3 separate regions of the Zea mays genome follow, and all the other regions are linked to region 2. The links are chromatin contacts, called in public Hi-C maps. All regions are on one chromosome and are shown on one strand. The core of a region is the stretch at or near the end of the contact, and the rest is flanking DNA. Distances in the headings are between cores, read along the strand shown.

Region 1 (3,540 bases), core at 221-2,720, 280 kb before region 2:
AGAGGACAAGGACATACCGGCAGGCGGATTATCTGGGTTTGTTCTAAAACGGACTTGCGTATTGCTTGTTTAATCCACCAGTGAGAGTAAGTGGAGAATCTAAAACCCTTGGAAGCGTCGAACTTTTCCGCGCCTCTTATCAGGCCTTGCATTCCATCCTGCCACATGAAACACAACGAAATGAGAATGTGCAACGATCTTGTTTCAGGAAGAGCGCATGTACGGCACCTGAATAAGATCAGAGAACTCCATCCCGGGGCCTTCGTGTTCTTTTGCAATCGAGATTACAAGCCGCACGTTAGATTTCACCATCCTGTTCTTGCAGTAGACTCCATGATTCAGGCGTCTCCGCAGAGTGTTCTCATCGGTCCCGGCTGCTGCCGCCCACTGGGAAAACGTTGGTTCACCAGCATTATACTGCGCAACCTCCTTTTGGATGGCTTCCAGTTTCAGAAGGTCCTGCGTACGTTCATCGTGCGTGCCATGCGTGTTTAAGCTCTTACGTACGTGATGGTAGCTTTTAAGCTCTCGCGTGTTAAGAGATCACAAGTAATTAAGCTTAATTTACCTGAATGCCTTCTGAGAATTCGACTTCTTGTTCCGCCGTCAGAAGCCTCGGGCCGGTCATCTTGTACAAGCACCCGAGAGGAGTCAGGCAACCCTTCAACCGTTTCCTCCTTGTGGAGGACGCTCCAACGGGCTTCATGCTGCTGGAACACTTGGCCGTCTTCATCGCTGCCCTCACTCTCCGAGCCCTTCTCTCGGACCGCCGCGCCGACTTCACCGTTACGGCTATGCTATGCCCGCCATCATCGTCATCCTCGGATTCGTCGCTGAAAATGCTGCTGTGCTCTTCGCCCTCCAGCATTTCGACGAGCCCGGCGCGCCTGGCATCCAGCCCCACCTCGGAGCGGAGGACCTCTCTTGACAGGAAGCTATCCACCGTGTCATCGCGCGGCGGTAAGGCAGCCGGGTGATCATTCTGCGCCATCCGGGCGACTTCTCCGGCGACCTCGGCCGCTGCGCGAGCCAGAGCGACGGCTTCCGCGGCCGCGGCCGCCACCACTGCCTCCTTGTTAAGAAGTGCCTCACCGAAACAGCCCTGGTTGAGGCAATCGAAGGGAGACGAACAGTTTACAAAAATTTGCCGGTCCTCTCCAACCCGTACTGAGATTTGCAGCCACAGAGCTGAGGCGGATGGGGTGGAGACAGACGTTACCGGAAGCGTTCGGTGAGGAGAAGGCGGCGGCCCGACGGATAAGCACTCTGCATCGACGACTGCCGTGGAGGAGAAAGAACAGTTTATCCGACTGGGGCGGGAGCCTGCGCCGCCGGTGGGCTCCCTGAACACCGCCGCCGCACGGGTGGAAAGGGGCCACTTGAACTGCGGAGGCGCGAGGAACGCCATCGACGGTAGTTCGTAGTAGGCCGCCTCTCAACAAATGCGCGTCGCAGGGGTCGCGGCCAAACGAGCATTCCTAGCTCAGGAGTTAGCTCTCTTCTTTGCGGCGTGGCGGTGGAAGTGAACGCGTGGACGAGCATGGGCGCGGAGAGAGGCGGGCGTCGCGGGCGGGAGGAGGAAGTGGATAAGAGAGGGTGGGATGAGATCGCGCGGAATAGGAAGCGGCCACGGAGGGGGTGGTGTTTGATCCTTCCTCCGTCTCTCTCTCTGCAATTTGGTTTTTTTGGGTTTTTATTCACAAATATGTTCTTTCGTGTTTCAAAGGTCGATGTCATCACACATCTAGCGTCAATTGCACTGGAGACTAGATGTCGTCTGTACCGATGAGATGGCCACGCGGTCAGCGCCAATACTATTGGCGAATAGATGATTCTGCAAAAATTAACTGTAAACAACACAAATTTAGTTTGTAATAAGTGTTAGTCAGAACCAAGTTAGGATGAGACGACAGATGGAGCGAGAACTCTTCTTTTGATTGCTCCTTTAAGATAAGTATTAAACTTAGAAGCAATATTGTAAGAAAGCAAAGAACTTAAAAAAGACAGTAATCGCAAAAAGTAAATGGACAAGTAATACAACAATTTTTACTGTGGTTCGGCCAATGCCTATGTAACACCCTAAATCCATCAAATGAAAACAACTTAGTTTGAATTATTAACTACCAATATATAAGAGAAATACTTATGTTTTCAATTAATAAAATTGGTGATAGAAATAAATTAAACAAGTTTGAATAAATAAAATATTACCAAGTGTTTGATGCATTCATATCGAGGCATATATTTTGTTTGATTTGATTTACAAATCCAATTTTTGGATATAGTTTTGTGAGAAAAATCTCATTTTATAAAATAATGTTGAATTGTTAAAGATAGATATATTTAGGAAAACATGTATTTTAATATGGTTAATCATTTTGTATTTGCAAGAATATCACTTTTATTGATTTTGGTGAAGCACATTTTATTTAATGGAATTTGCCTTAAAATTATGTATTTTTAACTTAGGTACTTTATTTGTAAAACAAATTATGTGTGAATTTATTATAATATTTTTAATATTTAAATATATAGTTATATGTGTATACCGTCTTAATTAAAAAAAATCAAAAAATAAAACAAAAGGAAAATGGCCGACGATTGCCTAGCCTTTTTGGCTCAGCCTTTGAAGCCCACACGTCCCCTTTCCCCACATCTCCTACTCTCCCTTGCATATGGGTCCCACACGTCATTTTCTCTCTCACCTTTTCATCTCACTTTCTTCTTCCCGTGGGAAACATCGTGGAATTGCTGACCGCCGCCGGCCCTCCTCCGCGTCGAGCTGCCCCGTGCCCGTGGAACATCACTGCAACCCCAGCTCGCCTCTCCCCCTTCACCTTCCCCCACTTATCTGTCATTTTTCACTCCTCCCCACAGACCACGCCATTGATGGTGGTTCCGACCATTAATGGAGTTCGATGCCCTTCATCTCCCCTTCCCCGGTGCTGTTTGCCCTCTGAGCCTATAAAACACCTCGCGACCGCGTAGAGACAAGTTTCCTGCCTTCATTCCTCCTCTCTCTCACGCGCCACCAGTAACTGTCGCGACTATTTCGTATCCTCCGCCATAACAGTCGTCACCAATAATAGCAGTACGTTTCTCTGGCATTTCGTAGCGCACCAATGTCAATCAATTCCGCTGCTTTATTTCCTCACCTCCCACGGCCTTAAAGCCGACACGCTGAGCCCTTCTCCCTCGCCCTGCTCACTCGCTCTTCTCTCCTCTGGCACTTGTTTGCTGCTGCGCCGTCTAGTCTGCTCGCAAGTCGCAACGCGCCTTCGCTGCCTGCTGCCACACCACCGTCCGCGTTGTTGTCCTCGCCACCGGTGCCTCACGTGGTGCTCACACTTACCGGTGGTTCGACGCCATCGCGTCGTCGTCTCTGCAGCGTGCTCTGCTCTACTGTTGCGCTGCGTCGCATCCTCGCCGGCGACCTTCTCTACTCTGCAACACGGCCCAAAGCTTCCTTCTTCCCCTTGCTGCTCACATGGAGCTCCACGCCGATATTTCGCCGTCCATCTCTCATGCAGCGACCTCGCC
Region 2 (3,903 bases), core at 18-2,517:
TGATAGTCGGTTTAGTGAGGCTAATATGGAGCTGCTTTCTTGTATGTCAGCCTTAGATCCTTCCAACTCTTTTGCTTCTTTTGATGCACACAAGGTACGAAAGCTAGCTGATTTCTATCCTGATGACATGTCAAGCACTGACTTGTTAAAACTTGACTTGCAACTTGACAATTGTATTGATGGCATAAGAGAAGATGATAGATTCAAAGACATAACTACTCTTGTGGACCTCTCAGTTAAGCTTATTGAAACAAAGAGACATAAGGTGTTTGATATGGTTTATTTGCTTCTCAAATTGGTATTGCTTTTGCCGGTGGCGACAACAAGTGTTGAAAGAGTATTTTCTGCAATGAGTTTGGTGAAGACTAAATTGAGAAACAAGATGTGTGATAAACTTTTGGATGATTGTCTTGTTACATACATCGAGAGGGATATTTTCTTTGAAGTGAATGAAGAAGATATAATTGAAACTTCTATGGTGTTGAGGAAGCGCAGACTAGATAAGTAGTATTATTGCAATCTTTATGTTTAATGTATGCAATTTTCATGTTTATTTGTTGAGTGTCAAACTTTATATCTATATATCAAGTTGTTTACCAAATTTACTATGAAATTATATGTATATTAGATAGAAATCTACATGAAAAATTTGTTGTGGCACATCCTATGTAAAAATTCTAGGTCCGCCACTGATCACGGTCGGGGGTTACGACGGGGGCGGGCTCCAGTCGAGGGTGGGGGCGTCAGGGGTGGTTTGTTGCTCCGACGTATAGAGAGGCGGAGGCATACACATGCAGAGAGGGAGTAGGGCGGTGGTCGCGGCTAACGGGGCGTTCACGGCTGGAGCGTCTGGTGGGACGCGGGGCGAGCGGTCCCAGGGGGCACTGAGCGCGGTTGCGTGGGCGCGCGGGGTCGGTGGATGAATAGGACGATAGGACGATGGGGCGTGGTTGCGCAAAGGGAAAGCCGAGGCGGGACCACATGGCAGACTCTGATGCGGAGGCGAGGTGAGGGCATTGGCCGCGCCAACACCCACTTTGGTCTCTTAATAATAGTAGGGATTCGTACACGAACGTTAGGGGAGGGTGAAGTCCAATGAAACACAAGTTCAACGACACAACGCTCGCAAACTGCCCAAACGGCAAACGGGCTAGGAACTGGAAAAGCCCAGGCCTTGGCCCACGTAGAGGAAGCCTGCCTAATAGACCCCCACGTCCTCACGTAGTCTCGTGCTGGCCCCTGTATCACCCCACCTCGTCTCGTCGCCTACCCTCCCAACCCGCATTCGCGGCGCGGGCGCCTTGGAACCCTAGTCACCCGCGCCCCCCCTCCACTGTCCACTCAACCCCCGTCCCCTCCCTCGGCGGCGGCGGCATCGGCGTCAACCAAGATGTCGGGCGGCTTCTTCCGGGTAACTCCCGAGCTTGTTGCCCGATCTACCTAGCGCGCGCTTGTCTGGTCGCCGTTGCTCTCGCCAGATCTGTTATTCGTTGATTGACGTTTTTTTTTCTCGCAGGGGACGTCCGCTGACCAGGACACGCGCTTCTCGAATAAGCAAGCCAAGCTGCTCAAGACGCAAAAGTTCGCGCCCGAGCTTGACCATCTGGTCAGTTCGTTCTTTCACTCATACTCTTCGTTTCTCAATTAGGCTGTAATGCGCAAAATACTTTAGTGATATATAGTAATGCACACAATACTTTAGTGATATATAGCTGATGTCTGCAAGGGCTTCCTCTGATTCGGTGATTTTGTGCTTGGTGTGGTAGGTGGATACGTCAAAGGTAAAGATGGACGTGATGAAGCCCTGGATTGCTAAGCGGGTCACTGAGCTCCTTGGGTTCGAGGACGAAGTTCTCATCAACTTCATTTATGGCCTCCTCGAGGAGAAGGTGGTTTCTATTTGTACTGGAGAGACGGTTATTCAAGTGCAGCAATGTTGTTTGTATATACTGTTCTTATTGAATTGTGCATGCATGTTGCTCGGCAGGTATCAAATTTGATTGAATTTGGTTCTTCAAAAAGCAGTTAGAAACCTGGTGGACATAGGGCTGTCAGGATAGGGTGGATTCAGTCTACTCAGAAACTACATATCAGTCATCTTGTGGTCTAGCTCAGAAAATTAGAACTGAAACACTGCGTGGTATTATGGTTTAGTTCAGGAGTTAAATCAAACCTGAGATTCGTACTAATCATGCGAAGATAATATTGTTGAATTTCTAGTTTCACAAAGTTCCAACAAAAACTTAGGGCCTGTATGGGCGTAAAGTATTTTTACAGTTTCTAACTTTCTATCCAATACCATGGTTTTGGGCAATACCGTAGTATTTTATGTCATGAGGTGTTTGGTTGCATTCTTGAAAAGTATGTTTTCAAAACCATGGTCTTCTAGATACCATGGTATTTTTGGAGTATCGGAAACTCCACTCCAACCCAAAGTTTTCATGGTATGGCTAGCTTTTGCCTAATATGGTTTACAATGTTGTATCCAAACAACGTTTCTCAAAACCATGGTATTTTTAGAGCTGTCAAAACTGTGGTATTGTCATGACAATTGCAAAGTATAGTATTGTAAAACCATGGTTTTGAAAAACATTGTTGCCAAACAGGCCCTTAGTTGTCTTGTAGCCACACAATGCCCCATGCTGTGTCTTGGAACAGTTGCTTGTGCCTGATGACAAATCTATCTTTATGTTCAGACTTCAGAGGTTGTATTTCTTGACTGATCTGGAAATCCAATAGTGCTCAGCTGTAGAATTGGATTTTTGTTGATGTTAGCTGAAGTCAAAGTGCAGATAGCTGGATTGTTTTTTCTGATTTTAAACATTAATTGTCTTTATCAAAGATGATAGCTTAAGTCAAAGTGCAGATAGCTGGATTGTTTTTTCTGATTTTAAACATTAATTGTCTTTATCAAAGATGATAGCTTATGACTATGAGGTGTGTTTATGTTTTTGGTTTGTTAATGGTAGGAAGCCGATGGAAAGAAGATTCAGATCCAGCTGACAGGGTTCATGGAGAAGAACACAGTGAAGTTCATGAGGGAGCTCTGGACCCTCCTTCTCAGTGCACAGCAGAATGCCAGTGGGGTGCCTCAACAGTTTCTGGATGAAAAAGAGGCTGAGATACAGCAGAAAAAGGTTTGTTTCAATAAAAATATACTAGTTCGCCATCACCATATGGCTGGTCCAACATTGAATATGCTATCTTCAACTAATTCAGATACTATGATGGGAGTTTATAATTTTGTTTTTGTTTTTGTTTTTGTGCACTGTGTGGCCAACAATGATAGTTTATTCACATGACTGGGTTTATATGTTTATCGACCTTTTTCCATGAGAACTATGTAGTTGTAGAGCATATTTTTCTCCATTTTTTACATGTGATTCTGAAGACAACCAGTTAGCTCGTATTTAGTGTTTTTTCATTCTTTGTTGTTTGGTGAAACCAGAACATTTTTCAGACATAACCAGAATTTTGGTTATATTTCATTTTAAGAAATTTGAAACCTTCTACTTAACACAGGCAGAGGATGATAGGATTGCACAGGAGATTCAAAAGAAGCGAGAGATGGAGGAAAATGATTCAGAACTGGTAAAGAACAAAGTGATGGTGAGCTATTCGTTTCAGCTGATTTTTGTATAATTGATTTTAGGGCTATGTTGTGACACCTTGTGTTTCTGATGACATTCAGATAACTTCTCCGATAATTTGGGTTCATATCGTTATTTACCTCAACTGCTGTAGGATGGGGATGCTGGTAACTCAAGATCCTATGGCGATCCAGTTGGCTCTGCTTTAAATAGTACAAATTTCAATACCGAGGAAGAAAAGAACAATGATTTCAAGCGTAGCTTAAGAGCAAAGAACAGGTACATTATTAATGCCTTATATAATCTTGTAGGC
Region 3 (3,666 bases), core at 4-2,503, 340 kb before region 2:
CATACGAAACCCTCGTTGTGGTACCATTTCTGGACATGGTCCCTGATCTTCTGCAGCATCCTGGCGCTCACCTTCTCCTGCTTCTTCATCATTCCCAGCACCTCTCCACGTACATTTTCTGGCAAGATGCAGGGCTTGGCACCCCTTACACGCTGCTGGTAATCGCGTTCCTGCTTGCGGAGGTAATCCATTTTCTCCCTCTCTGTCATGTCCTGGTCGAAGTCAACCTGCCCTGACTGTGACATAAGCCCCACATTGATGCACTTGAACTGCTTTGCAGCACTCCACACACTCTCCACAAAGGAGACTGTGAGCCCAATTGTGTTATCTGGCTTGGGCTTCACCTCCAGATCAACCCGCTCGAACATGCCACAGGAAACGAGTGTTTCAAGCTCCTTCAACAGCTGCGACTTGGTGTACACGCCACCAGGCTGCAGTGTGACCATTTCGAAGAAGGAATCCTCTGGCCCCGTGTAGGCGCCACCGCCGGCAGCTGCCCGGTCAAAGAACTTGAGCTCAGACAGCTTGTACCTCTTCAGCCCGCTCAGCTTCGTGAGCGGCACCGTCATGTTGACGGGGAGCCCGTGCGCGTCCCAATCCCCCGATGACTTGTCGTCCGCGTTCGCCGCACCGGCGGAGAACAGCCAGGACCAGAAGTCTCCACCCCCTCCGCCACCGGCACCACCACCCCCCGCGCCCCATCCACCCCCTCCACCACCGCCGCCGAAGAGACCCCCAGCGCCGCCTCCGAACCCCCCAAACGAGCCGAGGAGGAAGGCCGCGCTCGACGAGGCGATGAAGAAGGCAGCGCCGGTCTTAGCGGCCTCGGAGAAGACGGTAAATATCGCGGGGAGCTCGATTCTGGGCTCGGCAGGGACCGGGTCGCTGCCGTGGTGCGCACCGGCCGAGGCAGCGGCACGTATGGCGGCAGCGAGGGAGCCTCGCCATGGTGGACGAGCGGCTGGTTCGTACCTGGCGGGCGAGATGGATAAGGCTTGCCCCGCGTGGGGCTGCCCCCAGCCGCGCGGGGCCGCGGCGGCGGGCACGGAAGAGGACCGCCTCCCGCTGTGGCCCCCGGACCCCGCTGGCGGGGAACGCAGGGTGATGCCTTGGGAGGCTAGCGCCATTGCGACCGCGGATGCGGTGAGGGTAGGTGTCGACGAGGGGGGAAGGTCCGAGGACGAGGAGGGGCAGGGGGAGGGGGAGGGGTCTCCTCTCTCCTATCCTTCGCACCCCAGATTTCGAGCTTTCTGTTGAGGGTTTAGCTGCTGCAGTCCGTGGGCGCAGCGGCGTGGCTAACTCGCACGGCGGGCCGTGATGGCGTGTTTACTTCCGAAACGAGCCCTGTCGCTTGACGGGCTTTTTTTTTCCTTTTCTATTCATTTTTGGGCTTAGTTTAGGAATTCAATTTTTTTTAAAAAAATCTAATTTTCTAAGTAAAATAAACTGTTTTTTCTTAGAAAAATAAAAATCCCTTAAAAAATAGGGTTCGCAAACTAGCAGAATCAACTGCAAAAACTTGCTCATTGCTTATTCCGTGACTTGAAAGAAAATTTCGGGAGTATGAATATTTTATATTTAATTTAATTTAAATACGATAATGTAGTGATGACGTCATATATATATGCACGTGTGAAATATTACTACTTACAAATTTAGCAAACATATACATATAAAATATTGATCATCACAAAAAACATACCGAGTTTAACAAATTTATAGATAAAATTACATCATGTGCAGCTCGAAGTAGTGGTCCATAGTCGATGTAGAGAGTGAAAGTGTCCCTCGTGCATCAACCAAGAAGAAGATCAATTATCTATTAGAAAGAAGAGGAAGAAGGCAATCTTCTCATCCGATCAGTGAGCAATCACGACAATGCTCCTCAAAAACCTAAGCACAATACACCTGAACAAGTGCCACATATGTAGACGATAGTTTTGAAGGCCTACTCTTCTAATCATGCGTGCAGAGGATAAAACAAGCAGACTTGGATGTGTTGGAAACCAAAAAGTGACGCACGGACGGTCCGGCTCTGAGGCCGGACGGTCCGCGGTGGCGGCGCGGACGGTCCGCGCGTGCGCAGAATCAGTTAGGGTTCCTAGTTTCTCACGGGATTTATTACCTAAAAACGCGGGATTAACTCGGAAATCAGTTTGAAGCGGATCCAGACCTCCCCTTTATATAGATGAAGGGCTATGGCCGATTGAACCCCCAACAATCTATTAACTCAAGTCTATTTCTCGTTTTTACCTTATGCATTAGAAGTAGCTCTAGTCTAGCTCTAGTTTAGTATTCCAATTCCCAAATTCTCCGCTTCTCTTCGGCTCTACGCCGATTAGAGGAGTCTAGGTCGGCCGGCCCGAGCCTAGACAACCCCTAGGATCTCTCCTCCCCGACGGGGTCCCTCCCGGGAGCGAGATCCAGGCGCCGCCGGTGACCTTCGCCACCCCTGCGCACGCGCGGACCGTCCGGCCCCAGGGCGCGGACCGTCCGGCCCCAGGGCGCGGACCGTCCGGCCGTCAGGCAGGGAACCCAAGCCTCTGTTCCAGGTCGCGGACCGTCCGGCCCCTGGCCGCGAACCGTCCGCGCCTGTGCAGAGAGCACCGTCACGGTTCGTATTGAGTGATTGGCGCCCCCAAAAAGGCACCAACATACTTTTGGCGACTCCGCTGGGGAAGGTATTTAGATCTACTAAAAATCAGGCCCTCAAATGGCCGGTTCTAAAGATCACACCGATATCTCCCCGGACAATATCCTGAAGCCGACTGTTGAAAGTCTGACGGCCGATGAGCAACAGCAATACGAGGACTACATGCGTCAAGCGAGGGAGAAATTCTTATCACAATACACGGTGGATCGCCACCAGAAAGTTGTCAAACATGGAGAGACCGACGTCGCATCTCTTCTATCTTCGCTTCAAGTCCCCAACGTAAGTAAACCCGACGACATCCAATTTATTAAACAGTATGTAGATCATCAGCAGAATCAAATGAAACAACAGATTGAAGGGTTAGAAGAGTCAATTAGAAAATTAACGCATACGTTGGAGAAGTCTGTTGCTCCTAGTTTTCCATCATATGAGACTAGTAACAGGATATCTATGTCTAATACATCGGCAACAAATGGGGATTTGCAGACCCAACCATTATATGGTATGTCGATGAACTCATATCCAGGGCAAGTACCACCGCCGCCATCCCTGCTTGGCAGATCGGCGCCCCTGAATACGGTCGGACCGTCCGAGCTTCGGCCCGGACCATCCGGCCCATACGCGGACCGTCCGGCTTGCTCTGCCAGACAGTCCGGGCCGCCCTAGGATCGCCGCCGTCCCTGTTTGGCAGATCGGCGACCCTGGACGCGGTCGGACCGTCCGAGATGCTACCCGGACCGTCCGACTTTCTATGCCGGACAGTCCGGGGCCGTACCGGGACTACCGCGTGGCGCCCCAATAATGGCGAAAACGACCAGCCAGTTCGGATGTACCACCGTACAAACCGGGTACACATATGTGGAACCTGCTGTTGCACACCATGCACCAAATTATTACACACCACAACAGCAGTATATTTCGCCTTCTACATATTTAAACCATAATGCACCATATAATCACAGACCGATCAACACTATCGATCGGTCACGGCAAGAAGGTCGGTATACTAATAC

The links. A called contact is a pair of places that touch in the nucleus more often than the background predicts.
Region 1: a contact with region 2 is called in a Hi-C map of ear, with 2.6 times the contacts expected there. The contact joins the promoter of LOC541717 here to the promoter of LOC100304415 in region 2. A contact is called at or near these places in 4 of 25 Hi-C or Micro-C datasets (ear, leaf and tassel).
Region 3: a Hi-C map of leaf shows a contact between it and region 2, with 10 times the contacts expected there. The contact joins the promoter of LOC100382028 here to the promoter of LOC100304415 in region 2. A contact is called at or near these places in 10 of 25 Hi-C or Micro-C datasets (bundle sheath, ear, endosperm and 3 more) and 1 of 3 datasets of contacts at active chromatin or transcription factors (seedling).

The regions. Positions count from the first base shown.
Region 1 is chr1:39,611,504-39,615,043 of Zm-B73-REFERENCE-NAM-5.0, reverse strand. LOC541717 (sigma-like factor2B) reads right to left here and starts at 1,470. Exons shown (of 6, transcript NM_001111454.2): 1 at 1,220-1,470; 2 at 569-1,102; 3 at 229-459; 4 at 18-158. The coding sequence starts at 1,408.
Region 2 is chr1:39,330,223-39,334,125 of Zm-B73-REFERENCE-NAM-5.0, reverse strand. LOC100304415 (splicing factor PWI domain-containing protein) reads left to right here and starts at 1,267. Exons shown (of 12, transcript NM_001349016.1): 1 at 1,267-1,411; 2 at 1,517-1,606; 3 at 1,767-1,889; 4 at 2,970-3,137; 5 at 3,523-3,591; 6 at 3,745-3,869. The coding sequence starts at 1,391.
Region 3 is chr1:39,667,329-39,670,994 of Zm-B73-REFERENCE-NAM-5.0, reverse strand. It overlaps LOC100382028, which reads right to left and starts at 1,253. Exons shown (of 7, transcript NM_001174793.1): 1 at 1-1,253. The coding sequence starts at 1,127.